Linked DNA regions of Mus musculus: regions 2, 3 and 4 are each linked to region 1. Evidence: chromatin contacts called from public ChIA-PET and HiChIP or PLAC-seq data. All regions are on one chromosome and are shown on one strand. The core of a region is the stretch at or near the end of the contact, and the rest is flanking DNA. Distances in the headings are between cores, read along the strand shown. Region 1 overlaps Spag1 (sperm associated antigen 1). Region 2 has its middle 23 kb from the start of Gm34150. Region 3 has its middle 8.3 kb from the start of Gm34316. Region 4 overlaps Gm33936 (a long non-coding RNA gene).

The links. ChIA-PET counts read pairs in DNA pulled down with a chosen protein or histone mark. HiChIP or PLAC-seq counts read pairs in DNA pulled down with a chosen protein or histone mark.
Region 2: a BATF HiChIP or PLAC-seq map of CD8 T cells shows a contact between it and region 1, with 5 read pairs. The contact joins two enhancer-like sites. A contact is called at or near these places in 1 of 115 datasets of contacts at active chromatin or transcription factors (CD8 T cells) and 4 of 9 other capture datasets (adipose tissue, embryonic stem cells, liver and 1 more).
Region 3: an H3K27ac HiChIP or PLAC-seq map of regulatory T cells shows a contact between it and region 1, with 5 times the contacts expected there. The contact joins two enhancer-like sites. A contact is called at or near these places in 1 of 39 promoter capture datasets (hippocampal neurons), 3 of 115 datasets of contacts at active chromatin or transcription factors (bone marrow-derived macrophages, pancreatic cancer cells and regulatory T cells) and 1 of 9 other capture datasets (adipose tissue).
Region 4: an RNA polymerase II ChIA-PET map of effector CD8 T cells shows a contact between it and region 1, with 31 read pairs. The contact joins two enhancer-like sites. A contact is called at or near these places in 1 of 484 Hi-C or Micro-C datasets (liver), 4 of 115 datasets of contacts at active chromatin or transcription factors (bone marrow-derived macrophages, effector CD8 T cells, memory CD8 T cells and 1 more) and 1 of 9 other capture datasets (pancreatic islet).

The regions. Positions count from the first base shown.
Region 1 is chr15:36,212,226-36,218,136 of GRCm38.p6, forward strand. It overlaps Spag1 (sperm associated antigen 1), which reads left to right. Exons shown (of 20, transcript NM_001359982.1): 14 at 3,942-4,094. Among named protein-coding and RNA genes, the nearest start is that of Gm41293, 4.1 kb to the left of the region's middle. Within about 2 kb of position 2,601, at least 84 of the 459 cell types and tissues checked have an H3K27ac peak or open chromatin away from gene starts, as enhancers often do. A contact at or near this core is called in CD8 T cells, effector CD8 T cells, memory CD8 T cells and 1 more, where this site is marked.
Region 2 is chr15:36,394,452-36,400,450 of GRCm38.p6, forward strand. No RefSeq gene overlaps it. Among named protein-coding and RNA genes, the nearest start is that of Gm34150, 23 kb to the left of the region's middle. Within about 2 kb of position 2,025, at least 54 of the 459 cell types and tissues checked have an H3K27ac peak or open chromatin away from gene starts, as enhancers often do. A contact at or near this core is called in CD8 T cells, where this site is marked.
Region 3 is chr15:36,445,361-36,451,220 of GRCm38.p6, forward strand. No RefSeq gene overlaps it. Among named protein-coding and RNA genes, the nearest start is that of Gm34316, 8.3 kb to the right of the region's middle. Within about 2 kb of position 3,856, at least 63 of the 459 cell types and tissues checked have an H3K27ac peak or open chromatin away from gene starts, as enhancers often do. A contact at or near this core is called in regulatory T cells, where this site is marked.
Region 4 is chr15:36,359,963-36,365,682 of GRCm38.p6, forward strand. All of the region lies in intron 1 of Gm33936 (a long non-coding RNA gene), which reads right to left. Among named protein-coding and RNA genes, the nearest start is that of Gm33936, 5.7 kb to the right of the region's middle. Within about 2 kb of position 4,314, at least 35 of the 459 cell types and tissues checked have an H3K27ac peak or open chromatin away from gene starts, as enhancers often do. A contact at or near this core is called in effector CD8 T cells and memory CD8 T cells, where this site is marked.

The sequences.
Region 1 (5,911 bases), core at 1,351-3,850:
GGTTTGGCCTGTCTCCATCCACAGTCATGCTGGTTCCCATTGGCTAACTGCTTTGTTTTTAGGAGTTTGTGAGTTAATGGACATCAGGTGGGCAGCTTGCAGTCTGTCGTGGCATAAGTATACTACTGTGAACACAATCAGATGGCCCGAATCTTAGCTCATTCCCCACAGAACCTGTCAATGTTTGCCATTGCTGTGGCTCAGAGGGCCGCTGAGTGTGGGGCAGGTGTGCTGTGACTGGCAGTGAGCATCCTCTCACCTAAGCACTTCTTTCTAATGTCCTTCCTCAGAGGAAACCCACATGGGACTCCAGGCCTGCGCCCTGGGGCTGGAGGAGGAAGATGGTCCTGGAGGAGAGCAGAGGGCCTGCTGGGAAGGGAGGAGGGCCTTAGCTTAGGAGCGTGACCTCAGACCTGTGTTCTTAGCCCAGGAATGTGGCTCTGCTAGTCAAGGCTGACCTCTGTGGAGGCTGACCTACTTAGCTGTTTTCTGTGATACCTGGTGAGCGTCACAGCAGGACAAGCTGGAGATGGTATCTAGTAGGATGCTTGTATTCTCAGATTTTTTTCATTTATTTATTTATTTTGTTCATTCATTCATTTAATTTACATCATCCCTCCTCCAAGTCCTCCTCACACAGCCTCCTCCCCTCTCCCCCTACCCCCTTCTCTGAGAAGGGGGAGGTCCCCCCTGGGTATCAACCCACTCTGGTGCCTCAAGTCACCACAGGACTATGTAATCTTTTCCCACTGAAGCCAGATAAGCCAGCCCAGTTAGGGGAGCAGGCTCCACAGGCAGGCAACAGACTTAGGGATGGTCCCCTCTCCAGTTGTTGGGGAACCTGTATGAAGACCAGGCTGCACATCTCTGTGTGTGTGTGTGTGGGGGGGGGGTGGCTAGTTCTAGCCCTTGTATGTTCTTGGGTTGGTGGTTCAGTCTCTGGGAACCCTCAACGGTTCAGGTTAGTTGAGTCTGCTGGTCTTCCAGTGGAGTCCCTGTCCTCTCCAGGTTTAATGGGAAAGAAGACATGAGGTGCCTTCAGGAGCATGCTCAACTATGGATATATTTGAATCTACATGAACAAGGAATAGTTTATTAGTAAAATGTGTAACCTTCACTTCTAGCTCCAAAGACTGCATGCATTTTCAAAGAGCCTTCTTATTTAGTTTTCAGAAATAATCTTTGCATTCTGAGGAGTTCCATAGCTCTTTTTAACAGATAATTGGGATTATAAATCAAACTTTGGAAGGGAAGCCAGGAGTCATGTCTCACACTTGTAATCCCAGCAATTTGGAGATGGAGGCAGTGGGATTAGGAGCTGAAGGTTATCCTAAGCTTCAGAGTTTGAGGCCAGCATGGGCTCCATTAAATTCTGACTCAGAAAAACCAAACCAGACATTTTAAACTAGGGAAACCTTTTTACCTGTGAAGATATTGTTTATAGTATTTAATTTTTTAAGGAACTTAAACCATGTGTGTGTATGTGTGTGCCACATGTTTGTGCATGAGTATGCATGTGTGTGTCACATGTGTGTGCATGTGTAGCACATGTGAATGCCTGAAGATCTGGGGTTATGGGTGGTTGTGAGTTGCCTTCCGTGGGTGCTGGAATCAGGCCCAGGTCCTAACAGCTAAGCCATCTCTCCAGTCCAAGATCTGAAAACAATGTGTTTGTGTATGTGTGTGTCTGTGTATGGATGTCTAGTACCTAAGGAGGCCAGAAGAAGGTATCAGACCCCCTGGAGCTGGGGTAACAGGCGGTTGTGAAGCCTTCCTATGTGGGTGCTAAGAACTCTGGTCCTCTACAAGAACAGCAGTGGGTTTAGCCGCTGACTGACTCTCCAGTCTGAAGATAAACTTTTTTGTATCTCTGGAGAGGCAGTGTTTTCCAGAGGTTGTTTGCGCAATCACTCTTGGGAAGTTTGGGGGTATGCATGAGGCTCTGGGCCCCTCGTTCCTCAGCTTCTCCACATTTTAGTTTGCAGGCTCCATGTGAGATAAAGAAGCTATCATGCCTAAGCAAAACTGGGAGAAACAATGTTTTAAAAAGTGGAGATTTTTGCATAATTGTTTATCAGCCAAAAGAAAACAAACAAATAACAACAAGAAACACCCCAAACCACATCATACTTCTGTTGTCAGAAGAACTCTTGAAGTTGTTGGAAACATGGGCGCTCACAAGTGCACGCACACACACGTACGGACACACACACACACACACGTACGGACACACACGTACGGACACACACACGTACGGACACACACACACACACACACACACGTACGGACACACACACACACACACACGTACGGACACACACACACACACACACACGTACGGACACACACGTACGGACACACACACACACACGTACGGACACACACGTACGGACACACACACACACACACACACACACACACACACACACACACGTACGGACACACACACGCGTACGGACACACACACGTACGGACACACACACACACACACACACACACACACACACACGTACGGACAGCTTCCTATTTAGAGTATCTAGAGAGGCTAAAGTTGCCTAGTCATTCTCCGCCTCTGTGTGTTTTTGCCAACTTCTGACAGACTTGCCCACAGGAAACGCCTGAGGGTCACAGCCGGCTTCCTGGTGAGCTCTTTGATGCCCAACACCTGTCTGTGGTTGTGGTTGGAGACTGTTTTCTTCAATGGCATTTCCATTCGCAGGCTCACACTCATTTTCAAGATGTAGTCAAAGAATGAAAACCCTAACCCTTCATTTCCTATGTTAGGAAGTACTAAGAGTTTTGTGTCCCATTTTGTCAATTTAGATTCCAAGCTTGGGCCATCTTGATTGGCCCTGTGGTATCTTGAGCAATGAAAGCAGCCTGGGATGGAGGTGATGCAGGTGTGGCGGGGAACACCTCCACACTCTCTGGCCTCGCAGATAAAATTTATATGTAGTGATACTGAAAGTGCAAGATGAAAACTCATGACTCATAAACAGTTGTATGCTTAGTCCCAGGTTCTCTTCTGGTTTGTTGCTGATACCCTTTTTATAATCAATAGAAATGAACCATAGATAGTGTTAGAAAGTTGATAAAAAAAACCATGCAAGTTCTTGTGGTTTAGTAGTAAGGCACCTTGTTAAATATATGGATACGATTAAGAATGTGTGTGTATGTGTGTGGGCTGGAGAGATGGCTCAGTGGATAAGAGCACTGACTGCTCTTCCAAAGGTCCTGAGTTCAAATCCCAGCAACCACGTGATGGCTCACAACCACCCACAATGAGATCTGATGCCCTCTTTTGGTGTGTCTAAAGACAGCTACAGTGTACTTACATATAACAATAAATAAATCTTTAAAAAAAAAAAGAATGTGTGTGTGTTATGTGTGTGTCTGTGTCTCTGTGCGTGTGTTGTGTATGTGTGTGTTGCGTGTGTGTCTGTGTCTCTGTGTGTGTTATGTGTGTGTGTCTGTGTGTGTAGGCCAGCGCTCAGCATCTTCCACAGCCACTCCCCATTTTATTGTTTAAGACTAAGACATTCACTGACCTCGGAACTGCCAGCTTAAGGACCCCCTCAGACTGGCCAGTGAGCCCCAGCAAATCTGTCTCCACCTCTTAAGCTCGGCATAGCAGGCAGATATGTGTGCTTGCTTTTATGTGGTGCAGGGAGCCTCAGGTCCATTTCCTTAGCTGTGAGACTTTTATTTCTAAACTCACACCTCATTGTGGCCCGAAGACAGTAGAATGCTTTCTAGTCGGTGGGTTCAAGGACAATATGATAGCTGTTTAACTTTGGGTTTGTCTTTCTGATAGATTGCCAGGACCCCAGGGTGAAATATCAGGTGTGATGCATAGGGGTCCAGCACTGCAGTCTGCATTGCTAAATACAAATTAACGGATCCTTCTCAGGTAAATGACGCGTACTGTCTTGTCCTCTTAGGGCTCTGGAACTTCATCCGTTCTCAGTGAAGCCTCTTCTGCGGCGAGCAATGGCCTATGAGACCTTAGAGCAATACAGGAACGCATATGTGGACTATAAAACAGTGCTGCAGATAGATTGTGGGATCCAGCTGGCGAGCGACAGTGCTAACAGGTAAGCTAGTCTGAGGTCACCCTCTGGGGGCCTCTGTTATAGAAGGATCACGCTACCTACCCCGTGTCCTGGGTGAAAACTCATTTTATGTCAACACCCACTCTTGCCAGCTTGATTTCTAATGATTCCCTCGTATTTCTTAGCTTTATCCTCTCACATCTGTATATTTATTTCTGTGAAGTTACTTCATCTTGACAACATGTGTACAGCTTCCATGTGCTTCTTCAGTCTGGGTGTTAGAAGGTGTTTTTGTGGATGTCTAAGTCACACACCAGGGCAGACTCTAAGTAGGTGCTGTGAGCAGATGGCTGTACACATCCCACAGGGCTCATGGGTTCTTGTGGGTAGCACATGTGTCACCATGCATGCTTCTTGCACCTGCTCATGTGTCCTTGTAAGCAGACGCCCAGAAGGAGGAAGAGATGGGGAGGAGGAGGAAGAGGAGGAGGAACAAAAGGAGGAGGAGGAAGAGGAAGAAGAGGAGGAGGAAGAGGAGGAACAACAAAAGGAGGAGGAGGAAGAGGAAGAAGAGGAGGAATAAGAGGAGGAGGAACAAAAGGAGGAGGAGGGATAAAATAACTGAGAGTTTGATCTAATTAAAATTCTGACCGACTCATCTCCTGAGGGAGAATGAGACAGCAAGTGCCTTCCGACCTGACGCGGGCTGGAAGCGAACATAGTGCATGGCCCTGGGCTCAACCCTAACAACACACACGTCATAATACTCAGCATAAACTAAAGCTATGCATCAGATAACTCTTTGTAGTTACACATAGTATTTTCTAATTCCATTTTCCCAAATGGCCGCTTCTCAGAATTCCTGGGCTGTCCTGGACCCTGTGTGCTGGTCTTAGTGTGCTGTGCACACATCTGCAAAAGGCAAAAGGCAGGTCTCAGTGGCGTGGTCTCTGCCTCTCAGCAAGCTAGAATATAGTTAGGGGACAGCGTAAGATTGAAGACCCCAGGTAGGACCGAGTGATGAACAGTGAGATGGATGGATTGTAGCTGGCTCTGGCCACATAGCCATGGCTACTGCAGAGGAACCACTAGAAGTATCTCTGACGAGTGCTGAGAGAGTGCCAGAAGGATGTGAGCACAGCTGGACAGTGAGAACGGCCTGGCTCACAGTCATTCATGCTGTCACAGTCATTCGTGCTGGCATTCCCTGGGGCCCCAGCCTGCTTTGCCCAGAGCTTTCCCTTGGCAGTCACTCAGCTCTTTGGAAGAAAGGTACATACAGAGTCCCAGCATCCAAACCCGTAAAGATTCAGAATTGGAAACTTTCTGAATGCCTTCCTGAGTTTTAGGTTTAGAACTGAGTCCTGGACCTCAGCAGTTAAGAGCACTGGCTGCTCTTGCAGAAGTCCTGAGTTCAGTTCCCAACAATACAAGGTGGCTCATGATCATCTGCAATGGGATCTGATGCCCTCTTTTGCCAAGTAGGCATACATGCAAATAGAGACTAACATACATAAAATACATAAATAAATGCATCTTAGAATTGAGTGCCATCTTAACACATGCGTATGTGTATGCTCATGCGTGTACACACATACCCCCTCACCTATACATGCAACTATTCCAACAACAACAGCAGCAACGAAAGTCACCAGGCAGAGTGGCATATATCTAGAAGACAGAGAGTTCAAAGCCAGCTAGGTCTACATAGCAAGTTCCACCTAGCCATGGCTTGATAGTGATATCCTAACTCAAAAAATAATAATGATAATGATAATAATATAAATTCCTAAACCAAGAACACTCTTAGTACCAAGTTCTCCAGGCATTGGCTTTTATTGGTTACCCATGGCAACACT
Region 2 (5,999 bases), core at 775-3,274, 180 kb after region 1:
GAAAGGATTTATTCAGCTTACACTTCTACATCTTTGAGAGAACCCAGAGCAGGAACTCGAGGCAGGAACCTGGAGACAGGAACCAAAGCAGAGGCCATGAAGGAATACTACCTACTGGCTTGTTCCTCTGGCTTGCTCAATTTGCTTTTGTATACATCCCAGGGCTAACTGCCCAGAGGCATCACTCATGGTGGGCTGGGTCTTTCCATTTCACTCATAAATTAAGAAAATGCCTCACAGACTTGCCCACATGCCAATCTGATGGAGGCATTTTCTTTCTTCTCAGATGACTCCAGATTGTATGAAGTTGATCAAAAGATGCTAACAAGCACACGGGCTAGTTGTCTCTTCATTTCTTTCCTCATCTCTCAGATTCTAACTTGAGAACTCCAGACACACCACAAAGCATTGGTTAAGGATCCCCTCAAACACCCAAATGTTAAAAGGTCCTAACTGTCTTCACATGCCTTCTTCTTGAGGCTTCTTGCTTGGTGGTCCCGTGGCTCTTGAGGCCAAAGGGATGAAAAGTGAACATGTGTCCACAGCTGGATAACTGGGGACATGAGTCAAGAGTGCTGAGTACATTCTTCTGTGTCCACAAAGATGGTTTCATCAGCATTAGAATCTGGTTGGGGAACATTTGTACAAACCCAGACTGATCCAAGCCACAGGGCTTGCCCAACCAATTGTGCAACACTGAGTATTCGTTCAATGCTGATCATACCTGTGGGTCAGCTATCAGAGCTCAGTGGTTCCCACAATAACAAGACTCCTTCTGATGACAAAAATCCCTTTCTCTCAGAAGAGTAGCAAGTAGTAAGCCCTAGGGAGTCAGGTGATTGTTTCTTTGTTTCTTTGGGTTTTTTGTTTGTTTGTTTTTGTTTGTTTTGTTTGTTTGTTTTTTAGTATAGAATAGAGTTTATTCAGGGCATATGGAGGGAAGTTAAGAGGGTAGTAGAGGCAGAGAAAGGCAGAGAGAATAGAGAAGAGTAATAGAGGCTGGCCATGAGCACGTGGCGAGAGAGGGGGAAGGGAATGGAGAGAGAAGGTGGAAGGGAAAGCAAGAACAAGAGAAACCAAGAGAGCAGGAGCAGAAGTCAGTTTTTGAGGAGCGGCAGAAAAGTTTCTAGGCAAAGGCCAGGGAGAGGATGGCATTCCAGGAGAGGAAGAGTGTGAGAGCAGCCCTTACTGCCGTTTAACTGTCCTTCGATCCCAGCGCCTGGCAGGCAGCAGCAGGGGGATAGTGAGTTCCAGTCAGTCTTGGTCCTATAGAGAGTACTCCCAACAGAAGGGAGGGGAGCTGAGCTTTCTGCACCGAAGTCTATAATCACCTAGAGGGAGGGCCGGGCCAGAGTGGTTTCCCTTTCGGTCATAACATTTGCATAATTGACAACCTGTCCTGTTTTCCACTTCTTGACCACCTTCTGAGAGTGGTTAATGAGAACCAATCACAGGTCTAGGTTACTCACAAGTCAGCCCCCAATCTCATGCCATCAGAACTGGTCTGTGTTCCATTTCCATAAGAAAGGAAGATGAACTTTGAGCGATAAAGCCAAAAAGCTCATTCCACTGTCTGTCTCCTCTTGATATTATCTGGCAGGTTTTTTTGGGTCTTGTCCACTAAAAAATCTCAGTTTCCTCTAAATCTCTGAAATCTCACCACACGGCCACTGCACTGAATCTTTTGAATTATGGAAGCTTTAATGCAACAAAGCAGTCACTTCTTGCTCACACACTGAGTCATATACTACAAGGCAGCTCTGTGATACACCAAGAAATTTCTACTCTCTTCTCCCACAAACACACCCACCCACACTTTTCCCCTGGCCTCCTGACATCAACACACACATCAGATCATCAGATTTCCCCTCAAAACACCAGCTTCCACCTGCCACTGTGGGACTTCTTAAGTCACCATGTCAACTCGCCCATTTCCTGCTCTGGCTTGTAAAGGGCCAGCACCTGATGCTCTGTTTGTTCTGTAAAAGTTAAATGTCACCCTCTGATGTTTGCTGACTTTGAAGTCCCTTGGCCACAGTACATGGCAAAAGTTGCCTGTCTCCAACAGGTTCCTCCTCCTGCCCCGTTGGGTAAGCAGTAGATTACTTCCTCTAGACTTATTATGAATGGGGGCAGTCTAAGTGCATTTGAATATTTTGACTCAGGGAACACTCACAACAAGCATTTCAGGTCAGAGCAATCATGTACCCATTTCACAGACAAGGAAACAGAAAGTTTGGAGAGGCTAAGCTACCACCTGTCCAAGGTCACTCAGTCACTGTACTCCCAGCCACGGGGGGCTTTCTCTTCCCTATCTCTTATTTTCTTCGTTTCAGAATAACTCTGATTGGATCAAGTTCTACCAACAACTCTTTCTGTGCTGGACACTATGTTATGCACTTGGGAGTCAAAGATGAGTTCACTGAAAGTCTTTCCTGTAGCCCAGCAGACGGGAATAGGTGGGCCAGGAAGGGAGGCCAGAGCAAGGCACTGTGGGCAGACTTGGAAGGGCAAGCGGGAGCCTGTGCCGCCTACTGTGGCGTCTGAGTGGGTGGGCGTGATAGTGCTGGGTAAACCCACAGTCTTTCTTCCACTGGAACAGATGATGGTCTCTGCTTCCTCTGTCACTTTCTTTGGTTTTGAAACTTTTATTTCTTCCTCGTTTGCCCCAGAAGAGCAGACTTTAAACTTGACTGTGCCTACTATTTTGTCTCTGTATGTTTAAGGGTGGAACTAGGAAGATGGCTCAATGGGTAAGAGCTCTTACGGCGCAAGCATGAGGACTTGAGTTTGAGTCCCCACACCAGTATAAAAAGGGGCAGGGCCAGAATTGACTGTAACCCCAGTGTTGTGAAGACAGTGTTGGGTGGACAGGCAAGGTCCTAGGAGCATCCTGCTAGTTTCTGTACCCATTCCAAAGTTCCTCACATTCAGAGGTTGCATGTGCTAAGTCAGGCCAATGTAGAGTTGGAAGCAATGTCTGTGCCTGACACCTCGCACGTAGCCTGACTCATCTTTCGGGTAATCTACCCTCTCTCTGTCCCTTAAGGGATTCCAGCATCTAGTGGAGGACTCTGGGGCAGGGGTTCAGTGCACAGGTCAGTTTGAGAATGACAAGTTCAATACATTGGTTCTAACTGCTGCATGGTCACCTGCCCTGGGGCCTCCTAGATGGCATTCCAATACAGACTGCTATTTGCATCCCTCAACTTTTCTTTAGTGTCCGCTCCTGGCTCTGTGTCTGAGAGCTGTGCATACTAAGGGCTCTCACTTTCACCTTAACCATTTGGAAAACTGTACGTGTTGGTGCATCCCTATAATCTCCATTATCTCAGGCTGTTGGGAGCCCGAGACAGGTGGGTGTGAGTCTAAGGCTAGCCTAGGCTACATAGTGAGACACTGTCCCATAGAACAAACAGAAGAGAGGGTCAGTCATTCCATACTTCATGAGACAGAGACACCAAGGGAGACCTTAGACCTGTGCTTTTTATAATTAAATAATACCTGTTGTTTTGATATGTATATATATATGCTTACTGAGTTTTATTTATGTATTATATACATACATGTATATGCATGTATGTACATACATGTTTATAGGACAACTATGAAGACAAGCTCAATCTCCAGCACCCATGTGAGAAACTGGGGCACGGCCACAAGCACCTGTAATTCCAATTCTGAGTAGAGACAGGTGGATCCTGGGAGCTTACTGGCCAGTCAGTCTAAACAAAGCAGCAAGCTTTAGGTCAAGTGAGTGGCCTTGTCTTACGGGATAGGGAACACAGTGATAGGCACCTGACACACTCCTCTGGCCTTCACACTAGGGCACAAGTGTGCACATATACACATATGTACGACACACACACACACACACACACACACACACATACACTGAGTGTCCAACTTGTGCCAAGCCCTGTGCTAAACACTCGACTCAAGCAGCCAACTTAATCTAGCAGTGGCTAGAATACCAACCCAAATGCAGGCACATGGATGTGAAATGATTTGTCCAGAGGGCCCCGATAAGGAGCAGTGCTGTCAGGGAGGAAGGACCATTTGGCACTTGTGTATAGCTATAGCTACCGTGCTCCCACCATCTATTCTCTCTCTCTCTCTCTCTCTCTCTCTCTCTCTCTCTCTCTCTCTCTCTCTCACACACACACACACACACACACACACACACACACACACACACACCTTTCTTCAATCCTGACTACTCTACATAATTTCCCTGCTTTACTCATTATGTACTCCACCTCCTACATTTAAATTTTAGTCATTTTAAGAAAGCTCCTAGACCTGATGTTTCTGCCAAGTTTTTTCCCTAGATGGACATTCCCTGTCACCATGGAAACCAATTGCTGGTTAAAACTGGGTCCCTGGAGGTAAGAAAATGCAGGAAGGAAGCAAAGTGTGGAGACGGCTGGTAAGGGTCCCCGGGCAGCTTCTATACAGCCTGCTCTGGCATCGCCTGACATTTTTTAGACCTGGCCAGTCTAAGGAAACATTTCAGGTCCCTGTAAAATTTGTGAGGAGCTCCAAACAAAGCAGAGAAAGAAAACAGCCCAATTGAATTTAAGTAGACTCAATTAAATACCTACAAAAAATGGCATGCTAGTTTCATGAATAAGTTGGGACTTCATAAACAAAATCATGATGCTTAAAACAATAAGTCCTTTTCTTTACAGCTTGCTGACCAATTATGAAGAAAGCCTAGCCCTTCATAAAATGAATTTGTAACAAATTATTTCAAAGGCAGAATTATAGACATCATTTTTTTTTATAGCTAGATTACTAACAACTACTGCTTGTTCACATTGGCCAAACACAAAATAAAATTGATGTGGATGCCTTTAATATGTTTGATATGGTGTGAAGATTTTCCAAAAACAAACAAACAAAGAAACCAAAAACTCTTAAGTGTTGGGAAATTATACCAGCCTTAGCAAGAAGGGGAGCAGGGCATAGGGGGCAAGGCCTGCCTTGCCAGGGAGCCTGCCCCGACATGAGGTGGGAAGCAGGGTGGGAGTGAGGCTTCTCAATGTAGTGGTTGCCCTGACCCAGCTGTCCTGTCTCAGGAGAGAGTGACCGAGCATGTCCAGTAGATTCCAGCTGCTCAGACTGGAACAAATCCAAGAAAACCCAGCTTCCCATTTCTTCTTGGTTGTAAGAGATTGGAAGGACATTATTGTTAAAGAGAAACTTGAGAGGGGCTACAAACATCCAGAGCCACCTCCCTCTCGCCCTCACCAGCAAGGTGAGTGTGCCCTTTCCTTATCACAGAGAGGCACCCCAGACTGACAGCTGTTCCTCTATCGAAGTCTGGACCAGAGGGAGCTCCCTTACGTGTAAGGAGTCTGCATGGGTTGTGTGTGTCTATGCTTTTAAAGCCAGAGATAATTAGGCAGCTGCCTCAGGCTTCGATAAAGTGGGAGAGGCCCACAGAAGTCCTTGGCTGACAGCCCAGGTCTGCTTGTGACCCTCAAAGTCTCAGGTTTTCTCTCCTGTGAGAAGGATGGGCCCTGTCGCCTGTTCCAATCCTAGGCTAGAATGGATACAGAATTGCCTTAAGAGGTTTGTCACCTTTTCACTCAGTTTGGTCCTTATTCCAACAGCCTCTAACACTGGACGCTCATCAGAAATGCTGCAGTGTCCTTTCCCAGAATCTGCATGCTAACCTCCAGGGGAAATGATGTACAAATTAGACTCCAAAGCAGTGAGACTTTTAAAAGCTATAGTTCACAACCTGGGAGGGTATCGATGGCTAATGATCGTAGAATGTTGGTCTTGTTTGCTTGCTCAGTGAGGTCAAGCCCCAGCCTGTATTATCTCTGCTGTCCCACCTCTAGGCTCTCAGTTCTGTTATAGAGTGGGCTTTCTTGGTATTTGTTTAATTACATTCTGCGTGATTGCCCCATAGGACATCAAGAACAGACAGGATATTTCTAGTCCAGCGAGAGGAGCCTATCCAGCTGCATTTGATGCTCGGTACCCAG
Region 3 (5,860 bases), core at 2,606-5,105, 230 kb after region 1:
TCGTGAGCTGCCAGACATGGGTGCTAGGTCCTTAATGCAAGTCAAAGAAGTAAATGCTTTTAACCACTGAGCCCCCTCTTCAGCCATGGGTGAAAAAGTGTGAAATCAGTGTCAGTGCTCGGTGACCTCACGGTTCCTACCCACAGATCTGCGGAAAAATGTTGTCAAAGTAAAGCTAAAAAAACAAAATACTCTTGCCCCCTGCCTTACTCAGTTGATAAAAGCTAGTGTCGGCTTCCAAACCTGAGCTATGGGGCTAAGAGGAAACACAGTTCAGAGACTAAACACCACAGGGTGGGAACGAACTGAAGGTAGCAGAGCTGAGCCGTCTGGGAGAGCGCCTACAGCTCTGTTACTTGTGGAATGAGATGTCATTACTCATTGCCAGACCCCTCAATAGTGACTTGGACTGGCAGTCATATGTGACCATCACTTGTAACACACAAACTTGAGGATCTCCTGGTAAAGTCTCAGGTGCGGCTGGCAGGCTGAGACCCAGAAGCCAGGAGGTGAGGAACCAGATGGGTCTGAATGCTGGAGGTTGGCTGATTTGGCTCCCCAAGTTCAGAGTGCGGTCCTCAACTCCTGGCCTTTGCTTGCCCCAGGCAGAGGATGAGTGACTAACCTGAGGATGGACTAACCTGAGGATGGACTAACCCGGGGAACCAGAAGGAGCAAGAAGGCTCTGGAGGCAGCGCGTGAGGAAGGAATAATGAGGTACTAGTTACATGGTACTGAGTACCACACCTCACACACTTGGAAAGTGTCATAAGTGTTAGTGATTTCTTATAGTCATGACTCCTGCAACATTGATTCCTGATAATGTTCATGTAAATTCCTGGCAGAGGAGAGCTCACAGAGAATGGACACTTTATGGTCACAGTGTTCGGCATACTGTGCTAGTCCTAACACAACAAGGGACAGGAACAGATGCCTGGGCGACACCCAAGCCCCACCCCGGGGTAGGGGGATTCCCACTGGGCTGTATTCACAAAGAACACAGTTCTAAAATAAATAAGGATATAAACTCACTGGTAAGATAGAGACCAAGAAATGCCGTTTGTACTTGCTTTCTGGTGGTTTTGAAGAAGGTGTTCCTACTTTGCTATCTGGAACATTGGGTACTGTCACAGCCTCAGAAAGAGACTAGCGGTTTTTAATCCTCACTGTGGGAGTCCGAAGGCTGCAACAAATGCAGCAGGAATCCAAGGCCTCCCTGAGTGACCATCTGGCCTGTCTCAACAGACTGCACCCCAGCAGACTCTCCCTGGAGGCAGAGATAACCTTGGATGTCTGAGCAGCTGGACCTAGTGTCCTTGTCAGCTTCAGCCTTGCATCGCTGGGATGTAGGAAGTGGGTTTGAGGGTGGTCAGGGTTATCATGATGCTGTGGAAGAGGTTCTGTACCTCTTTGGGTGCCTCAAAGTCTTCCTAAATGCTGTGCCCAAGGAGTCATGACAGACACAGAGCCTTTCCAAGCTCTGAGCATGATGAACATCTTCAGGGCTTCTCTTCCAGACAGGGAAGGAGGGACCCATACATGTTGCTGGCTTGGTCTGGACAGGGAATGTGTACCTGGCAACTGGGCTCTGAAGTATTTACATCTTCTGTAACATGTTGATGATATACAGAGTGTTCATGTGAAAACAATTCCCATGATCAAGTGACATGGGTCCATGGTGACCCATGGGACAGCAAACACCAAGACCCCACCCCATCCCCAACACATTTGTAACTTCCTAGTGAGCAGAAGAGATGCCCTTGAAGGCAGCCTCACTTAGCCAAGGCCTTCTGAGAGCTAGCCTCATCTCTGAGTGTCCCTCTACAAGGTCTGAGCCAGTGAATGCATGAGGTGGAGGCCTTACCCAGCTCAAGAGAGTGCCTGAGGTTTGGGTATTTGCCAATGCCTGGTGCCACAGTACCTCTGCAGCAGAAGCTAGCTGAGCCAGTATTTAGAACAGTGGTTCTCAGCCTTCCTAGTGCTGTGACCCTTTAATACCTCATGCTGTGGTGAACCTCAACCATAAATCATTTTCTTATTACTTCATAACTGTAACTGTGCTAGTTATGAATTATAATGCAGATATTTATATTTTTTGATAGCCTTAGGTGACCGCTGTAAAAGGGTCATTCAACCCAAGGGGGTCGCAATCCACAGGTTGAGAAACCCTGGCTTAGGCATGTTGGTTTTAGTAGGTAACTACCACAGCTGATTACTAGGTGTTCAAATCAGCTCTGGGAACAGCTTGGGTCCTATAGCTCTGACCAAGCAGAGAGAGGGTAGAGGGCTTGCCTGAGGTCCATCCCACAGCCCTGAGCAGAGAGAGGGCAGAGGGTTTGACTGACGACGTCCTACATCCCAGGGCATAATAGAACTCAAAGCTCCAAGCTTGTCAGAACCCACGTTTCCACATCTGGCCTGTGACCCCATGTGACCACACGGCACCCCAGCTCATCCTTGGGCCGGCCAGTGAGCACCACACTCGCACAGACACAGGGACATATGAAGGAGCTGGCAGCTGAGAGGTGGGCTGGCTTTCTCAAAGACCAACAACAAGGGCTCTTCAAGAGAAAGATCCAGCTGGGAAGCAGGGAACAGACTGAGGCTGGAGAGACAGTAGCTTCAGATTTGTTCCCTTGAGAGGACAAGGTAAAAGTCCTGGGCTGGGAGTGACCTGTAACAATCTCCACTTGCTTATTCCTGTGAGTGCTGTCTAGAGAAAGACACACTTTGTTTGCAGTATCTCATTTAACCCCTACTTGCTCAGCCAGTGTGGTGGAGTCGCTGCCCTCATAGCCGTTGGACAGATGAGGAATGTGAGAATGAGAGAAGGTGAGGACACAGTACAGGTGAGTGACAGATATAGCACATCAGACAGGGCCTGCTTCCAAGCCCTGATGCTGCAATTACACACACACACACACACACACACACACACACACACACACACACACACACACACAGGCCCACTTTTTGAAATTTTGATGGCAGAGAGGACATCTGGTCTGTGACTTACAGGCAAATGCCTGTTCATGCAGACAATGTCCTCAGTACTGCTGTGGACCGGGAGCATCTGCTGATTTGTTTAATCTACAGGTCACATTTGTGCTGAATGAATGGGTCTAGAGGGGTGGATCCTGCTGTCACTGGAGGATCAGGAAGAGGACGCGGGAAGAGGAGGGATGGCTGGTTTAGCTCCTTGAGTTTCCTGTGAACCAGACACTCCACTTGACAATAAGCCACGGTGTCTCCTGACCCTGCGACAGGACTGCAGACGGTCTTTGGAGACTGCAGTCCACACTTTGCAGCAGGGAGGAATCAGGACGCTGTCAGTGTGTCCCACACAGATGTCCCTTTGCTGGTCTACGAGCATCTCTCTGAAGCACAGTCTGGGCTTGGGGTTAGATCCACAGCAGTATTACAAAATGGTGGGTGGCAGGAGTCTGTTCTGCTTATGTGTGGGATCACGGTGGCCCTGGGAGCCAAACATTTCTGGAAACACGGCAAGCAGTTGAGCAGACAGAACTAAGGGAGAGCAGTAGGGCTGAGTGGCAGGGCGGACTGGACCAGAGAAGGTGCCTTTCTCTGCTGCTCAGCTGCCCCCTCGGTGAGGAGAAAGTGCTGCTGAGTCACAGCGAGAGGCAGGCTGGGTTCTGAAACTTCCTGTTGTCTGCAAAAATATCTGTGCACACAAAGACAGACACACAGACAGATACACACACACATAGACACAAACACATAGACACATACACACACCCACAAAGACACATACTGACGCACAGAGATACAAAGACATACACACATACACAAAGACACCCCCCACACACACACACACAGCATGCTGTGCCAGGCCCTATACCCTCTACACTGGGTCTCCTCTGAACCCAGGAAATAAAAAATCTGATCCCACGTCCATGGCAGCCAGGGGCTGTCGCCACGGGAACTGCATCCCCGACTTCTGTGTGGGGCTCAGAGCTCTGCAGATGTGCCACTGTGGTGATTCCTGCTTCTGGCTCTTTCTGGGGATGGGTTTGGTCTCCATCCAACAGAGCCCCAGGAACCAGTGAGGCCAGTATGTGGAGGGGGCTAGGTCCCCCTGGCGGGGTCCCTCCTGGCTGGGTTCACATTCTCACCGGGCTCTGCCTGCTGCCTGCACCCCCCAGCAACAAGAGAACAGAGCCACTGACAGACATCAGTTATTCCCTGTGGCTTTCTGAGCCTTTTTTTTCCCCCTTTTGGATGGCTTCAGGTCTGAGCCCAAGCCTGTAGTTTGCCATTGGCTTTCCTTCCACGGGACAGTGAAACCTCGCCCAGGCCTGGGAGCCAGCCCACGGAAGGCCTGCTGGCTGTCTCTACGCCAGGAAGCTTTTGAAAATGCTGAATGCAAGCTTCGGTTTTAATATGTGAAAGTGACATTGCCATGTGACTTCTAGAAAACCCTGGTGGCTCAAAAGAATCTTTTCTGTAATGAGTTTAAAAGTTTCTCACCAAGTCCTCTGAATTAGGGGAAATTGACACAAATTACTACAAGAAGCAATTCTGTTAGCCAGGTCTTCTCTTCCTCCTCCTCCTCCTCCTAATTACATTTCTTTATAGCACATGTGTTGTTGATGTTTGCTTGCCTGAGACAGGGTATCACCATGTAACGCAGCCTGGCGTGGAACAAACCATCCCCTGCCTCAGTCTCCTGAGTGCTGGGATCGCAGGTGTGCTTCCCTACACCCAGCACACAGTTTGTTCTTTAATCTCCTGCCCCAGATCTGACTCTTCTAGGCAGTGGGTAGTAGCCTCTCCTGTCCCCTAGAAAAAAAGATGAAGCCAGGTTCCAGCAGGAAAGAGGCTTTCTGCTTTGGTATTTAGGCTCTAGGATTCTGGGTGGTGGCCTGTCCAGTTCATAGGTGAGTGGGCTGGAGGTTGGAACAGGGCCTAGGACAAGTGAAAGGTAGTAACCGCTCTGGCTGAGTTCCAGGGTCCCCAGATAGCTCTGTCCACCTCCCCTCTTCCACCTTCACACCCTCCACGAATTCTCCTTGGCTGTGCAACCTTGTGTGAGTGGCTGAATCTAAAGGAACTGGACAGTCACGGTGACAGCATCTGATGGAGATGCCTTAGGGACTGTGAGCTCTGTGCTTCTGAGGTCCTGCAGGTCTGCAGGTCACGGAGCTAGGGCCAGAAGCCTGAAGTGCAGAACCCGCACAGACACAGGAGTGCCGCCTACTGCATGCTTAGCACCGGTCCTGTAGATGCTTATGGCTTCCCACTGCAGCCAGACCAGGGCTGAGCCCCTTGAGCTGGGTCTCACCTACTCCCAGTTAGGAGCCTCGGGGCAGGCATCGGCACCTGGTTTCCTGTGAGGCATAGGGAGGCCAGCAGTTTGGCTGAGGCCATACAGAGGTGGTGGGATGCACAGGGCATGGGTGGTCCTTGAACACAGTGTTTGCATAGAAGCAGGGTAGGCTCCCTCTGGTTCTAGGAGCCAGGCATGTGGCCCCGAGGCTAGAGGCTAAAGGCTGCCCAGAGTGGGGGAAGGTAAAGTCTGTAGGTGAGGTGGTGCATTCCTCTCCCCTGCATGGCACCCTGAACTGTTCACATAGCGCTGAGCCTTCTGGAGATCTAACCTCACACTACCCGGGCCAGTGCAGGACTGACATTGCAGCTGAGGAGAGAGACTAGAGTCAACTCAAAACCTAGTCGGGACCAGCCTACCTCAGGGAAACTTAGAGGGTAGGAAGAAGGAAGCGTATGTCTTCTTTACTCCCGCCAGGCTCAGGACTGTCTCCACACCAAATGATGGGCTAGCATGAAATGAGCATGATTCAAAAGTCAAACCTTCAGAAATGAAGGCCCACAGAAATAGGGG
Region 4 (5,720 bases), core at 3,064-5,563, 150 kb after region 1:
AGAGAAAGTACCCAAGGAGCTGAAGGGGTCTGAAGCCCCATAGGAGGAACATCAATCTGATCTAACCAGTACCCTCAGAGCTCCTTGACACTATACCACCAATCAAAGAAAACACATGGTAGAATTTGTGGCTCTAGCTATATATGTAGCAGAGGATGGCCTAGTCGGTCATCAATGGGAGGAGAGACCCTTGGTCCTGTGAAGGCTCTAAGCCCCAATAAAGGGGAATGCCAGGACCAGGAATGGGAGTGGGTAGGTTGGGGAGCAGGGGGAAGGAGGAGGGGATAGGGGATTTTTGGAGGGGAAACTAGGAAAGGAGACAACATTTGAAATGTAAATAAAGAAATTATCCAATAAAAAAAGAGTAATATCTGTGGTTTGGTTTTTTTTTTTCCAGAAACTTTGGAAAATACAAAAGAAAAAAAACTATATTTTTTCTATCCACTGGGAATTTTCTTTTTAGTTTTACATATATGTCCTAACACAATGTCTGACATGGTGATGTCATGCCACAGTGTTTTAAAGAAACTGCCCGAATGACTAAACCCATCTCTAGTTCACACAATACCCATGTGTTGCACACTATCTGGGTGGCAAACCCCAGCCTTGGGAGTTTGCACAAAGACAAAAGAAAGCTTATGACTCCAGCCAAGGTTTTATTTCCAGTCTAAACAAGAATTCACAGAATGGGTCAGGCAAACACTTTAAGAAGCATGGACTTTAAGAAGCTTTCTTTCTACCAACACTCGATGCTTTCTGAGGAAATCTCCAGAGACCCTGAGAGCTGTGTGGAGAAAATGTGACATGTGTACTGTGGATAATGGCTTTCTTACAGTCAGTTCTGTAGAACAAGCAAAGTGGTGGCTGGCTGCATACATTAAGTGCAGGCCTGGGATCGAGAAGTGCGAATGAGACTCCTGTGCTATCTTATGCCGCAGACTTCACATGCTCAATGCTGTCTTCTTCCCAGGAAAGCTGCAAGCATTGATAAGGTGATCAGTCGTGGGTGCCTGGCTTTGGGATGGTCAAATTTGGGGGCTCAGTTTCTTAGCGAATTTCTCAAAGTTGTTTCCAGGTGGTGTGTGGTTTTGAACTATTGCGAGCTCTTAACAAATGATGTCCGGAGCTAACTATTTTGGAGGTGGTTTTGGCCATGGCTAAGGTCAGGATGCTACTAAGGTTGAGCACATCAGTGCTCAGCCTACTGGGGGCCCTTCTGGGAGCTGTGTACCATCATCTCGGGGACACGGACATAAACAGCTTTTAGGAAGAGGATATGTTGCAGTTTCATTAGGCCATCACTCTGACTCTCAAAAGTGGAGACTTCAGATTCCCTTCAGCAGCGAGTGCTTCAAGCAATGGCCCTGGGTGAGCAGGGATAACATTCGCCCCAGCCAAAACTTGCCTGTTACTGGCAGAGGATGGAAAATGTGCTCGAGGTCTCAAGTCAGGGAGTGGTGTCTCAGTTCCCACCATAACCACACACGTTATCAGTAAAGCAGGCTGTGCAGGAACAAGCTCAACTTTCCTATGTCTGGGGATTTCCTCTGTGATGTTTTGGCTGAGAGCCTTAACCAAAGGAGAAAAGCCAGCTCTTTTGTGAGTGGTGATGTCGCCCCTGGGGTTCTTTGAGAAGGCATGGCTCTGCTTCCACATCATTTATCTTTTGTCCACTTAGGAAATTGCTCTACAATACAATGGAATCAGAACAAAGAAATGTTCACTCTTTCATTTCTGACTGCAGAGTCACTGTCAAGTTTGATCAGTTTAAAATGTTCTACTTCTTTTTTAAAGCCATATTTTTCCACAGACAAAGAAGGGTGGTGTGTTAATGCTCTCCAGCTTGGCGTCTCATCTTTTTCCATCTAAGCATTATTTCATGGCCAAGTGGTTTGCAGGGTAGGCTCTTCCCGTGTGAGAGCAGGAAATGGCCTTAGATCAGAAGGTGTCAAATTCTATGATCCAAGGAGGTGACTGTAGGCTGACCACGGCAAGTTCATAAGCGTGTGCACATACACAAACACTGATACAAATGCACACGTGCCCCACACACACACTCGCATGGGCACACACACACATACACACTCTCATACACACTTGCACACACAGTCACACACACTCTCATACACATTCACACACACTCTCTCACACACACTCACACACACACACTCTTACACACACACTCTCTTACACACACACACACACACATACACGCACACACACACGCACACACACACGAACACGCACACGCACACGCACCCGCCTAAACTGCTTCACTTTATGTTCAGCTTCCAAGTGATACTGCATTTTAACAATGAGTAATGTGATCAGATAAAGTTAAAACTCCCCAATAAGCCCTACCTTTAATTCTACTGGATAAGAAATAAAGCCCAGAGAGTTTGATCAACTACCTGTGGCACTTGGTTACTTTGTGAAAGAGCCAAGACTAGAATCCAAGAGTTCCCACTAACTCTTGGTGACAGAATGGCTCGCTGCTTCACAAATGTTCTCTGACCCAGGCACTGTGGTACAGGCTATGTCCAAAACAACTCACTTGATGCTTCTAATAACTAGTTTGTTTGTTTTGTATTTTTTTAATGTATTTTTCACTAACTTGAGCATTGAGTTACATAATAACTGGCCTATTAAATACCTCTCCTCATTAAATATCCTATTTCTTATGCTTGCTTCAGAGGAATTTGTGGTCAAGTCATATTACCATTTAAAATATGTAGGATATATCAACATTTGCAAATTCCATTCATTTTAAGCAGTGTTGTAGCTAATGTTAGTGGAGCCACAGTTGGCATATGTACAAATATATAATGCCATCTGATGTTAAGATTCTCTTCATGAAAGCAACATTTTCAAAGAGTGCCATGTTTTTTGGGGGGTGGTGATGGTTATAACACTTTTCACTGTTGTGGATTCCTGTTGTGGATTGTTTTGTGAATATACCTTGGATGGTCATAATGCAGTACACTAGCCACACTGTCTTTAAAACATTTGTTTATTTATTTAATGTGTGTATGTGCAAATGCCTACATACATCTGTGTGCCATATACATGCAGTGCCCAAGGAAACCAGAAGAGGGCGTCAGATTCCCTGGGACTAGAGTTACAGAGGTGTGAGCCCTCACATAGGTCCTGGAAATGGATCCTAGGTTTCTGGAACAGTAGCCAGTGGTCTTACCTAATGAGCCACCTCTCCAGCCCCTGCCACACTATCTTACAAGTGTCTATCTGTTTATTCCAGTGGGACATGAACTGCTTGAGGGCAACCTCAGCATTTTAGAAATCTGGGCATCCAGCTTAGACCACATTCTCAATGAGCATTGCAAGACGGGGTCTCCAGGCCTGGGGGAAGGAATGAGTCATAGGTTATGCCTCTATACCGAGTGCTTTTTCCAACAAAGAAAGCATTATACAACGTTGACATCTCTTGCTGAAACCTACTCTCTTAAAAGCTCATCACTGGTCTTAAATAGGTCCTAACTACCTCTCTTAGACTAAAGTTAAACTTACAAATGAAGTCTATTTAGCATAAGGATGAAAATGGAAGAAATTTCCTGAAAGTTCTCTACCATTTTCCTTTACCCTTCAGATATTTTGACTACAAGACAAACAAACAAACAAACAAACAAACAAACAAACAAACAACTATCCATCTATTACTGTCCTTTAACATTTATCTGTTTCACCATGTGTGGGGCACACAGCTGTAATGACAGCACTCAGGAGTCCGAAGCAGAGGCAAGAGAATGTCAGGGGTTCCAGGCTAGCCTAAGCTAAATATTGAGGCCTTGTCTAAAAATGAACTAACATGAGCTGTCTTGCTCTACAAGTACTAAACCCTATCTTAAAAATGTAGGGACTTAGCAGAGGACAACTTAATGGAGGGAAAGGAGAAAACTGTGTTCTTGGTAACACCTTTTAGGTTCCCAAATCTGGCTATGCTAAAGGCAGTGCAGCCTCTAGGCTTCTCAGTTACCTAAACCAATAACAACAGTGTTTTGCTGCTATTGGTGCTAGGGAAAAACACAGGGCATCCAGTCAAACTTGAAATTCAAATAAACAATGACATTAAAAAAAATCCTAAGTATGTTCCAGATATTACATGAGACATGTACTGCTTTGTCCTGGCTTATCTGAAGCAGAAACACAACCGGGTGGCTGTGTTTTTCTTTGCTAACTCTGGCAACCCAACTTGCAACCAAAATGTATTAGTGTTGGTGGTAAAACACAGTGTTCACAAGAGAACCGGAAAAACGTCTGTTGTTTGGGTGGATGGAAGATATGAGTCCTCAGCTAGATGTGACAGAATGACAAAGCTTGGGGGTGTTGCCTCCCGGATTGTTTCCAGTAGAGTGTCACAGTGCTGAGAGGGGGAAGTGGCAAGAATATAGGTGTCTGTGCTGAGCCACGGACCAGCAACTTACACACACTTAGGAATAAAAAGACCAAGTTAAAATTAATCATATTAATTTGTAAGTGGTAAGGAGGTGTGTGTGTGTGTGTGTGTGTGTGTGTGTGTGTGTGTGTGTGTGTGTGTGTGTCATGGTGCAGTGTTGGGGTCAGAGAACAACTTTTGGGAGTCAATTTGTTCTGGACTTTTACTATATGGGCCCCAGGGATGAAGCTCAAGTTATCAGGCTTGGTGACCAGGGACTTTACGTACTGATGAGCCACGTTGCTGGTCCTCAAGTTGAAATCCAAAGCATATTTAACAATTTCCTCCATGACTAGCACAGTCAAGGAAGGAGAAATGATGAAAGAAAAAAAAAAGAGGGAAGGAGAGGAGAATGGGAATAATATGGGTGACAAAAATTTCTGTCTCAGAGAGGGAGGTCCTGACAATAATTTAGGGGTGGCATTGGTGACTTGGTTCCCCCAGAACTCTCATAGAGTGTGTGTATCTTGGGGCTAAGTGCAACTGGTCATTGGAATGGTATGTTCAGCCATCATTACCACCAAGCTAGTGTACACCCTTCAGATATGAGCTCTGGCTTTCTGTCTGAGTCACATCTCTCTGATCACTCTGATGTGAGAGGGCACACCAGGTGAGAAAGTGAGAAATTAGCAAACCCAGGTGTCTGCTGAGACAGAAGGAAGGGCACAGCATGTATTCAGAGGCACTAATGGGAGAGAAAGTTGGCACTGAAGGGTTGGACACAGCACCTGATGGTTGGGTGGTGATGCACCTGCTCCACACTGCCTTCTGGCTGCAACTTCTAGGGATGGGTTTACAAATGTATGCCTGGTTCCCATTGCTTGGCTAATTCTGTCCTGCCAAGGGATCTAGCTTCAGCTCTGATTCCTGGACACCTTTGACCCTTGTCTGACACTGGATTATTTGTGTTTGTTTGTTTGTTTGGCTTGGTTTTTCCAGACAGGGTTTCTCTGGGTTGTTCTGGAAATTGCTATGTACAACAGGCTGACCTCAAACTCGGAGATGTGCCTGCTTCAGCCTCCCAAGTGCTGGGATTAAAGGCATGGCCACCACCTCCAGGCTTAACATTGGGTGATTTAACTTTCCTTCCTCACACTGGCTCTCCAACCCCGCACAGCACAGTGACACTGTTAACACTGATGTGAGAATTCTGCTTTGGAGGAAACTGGATATGTTCTTTCATTACAGCTGTGAATTCCCCCACACTAAAGTTTCCAAACCCTCACTGTTACCCTGGGTGAAAAAACTAATGTCTTGGCTCCTCAAAAGT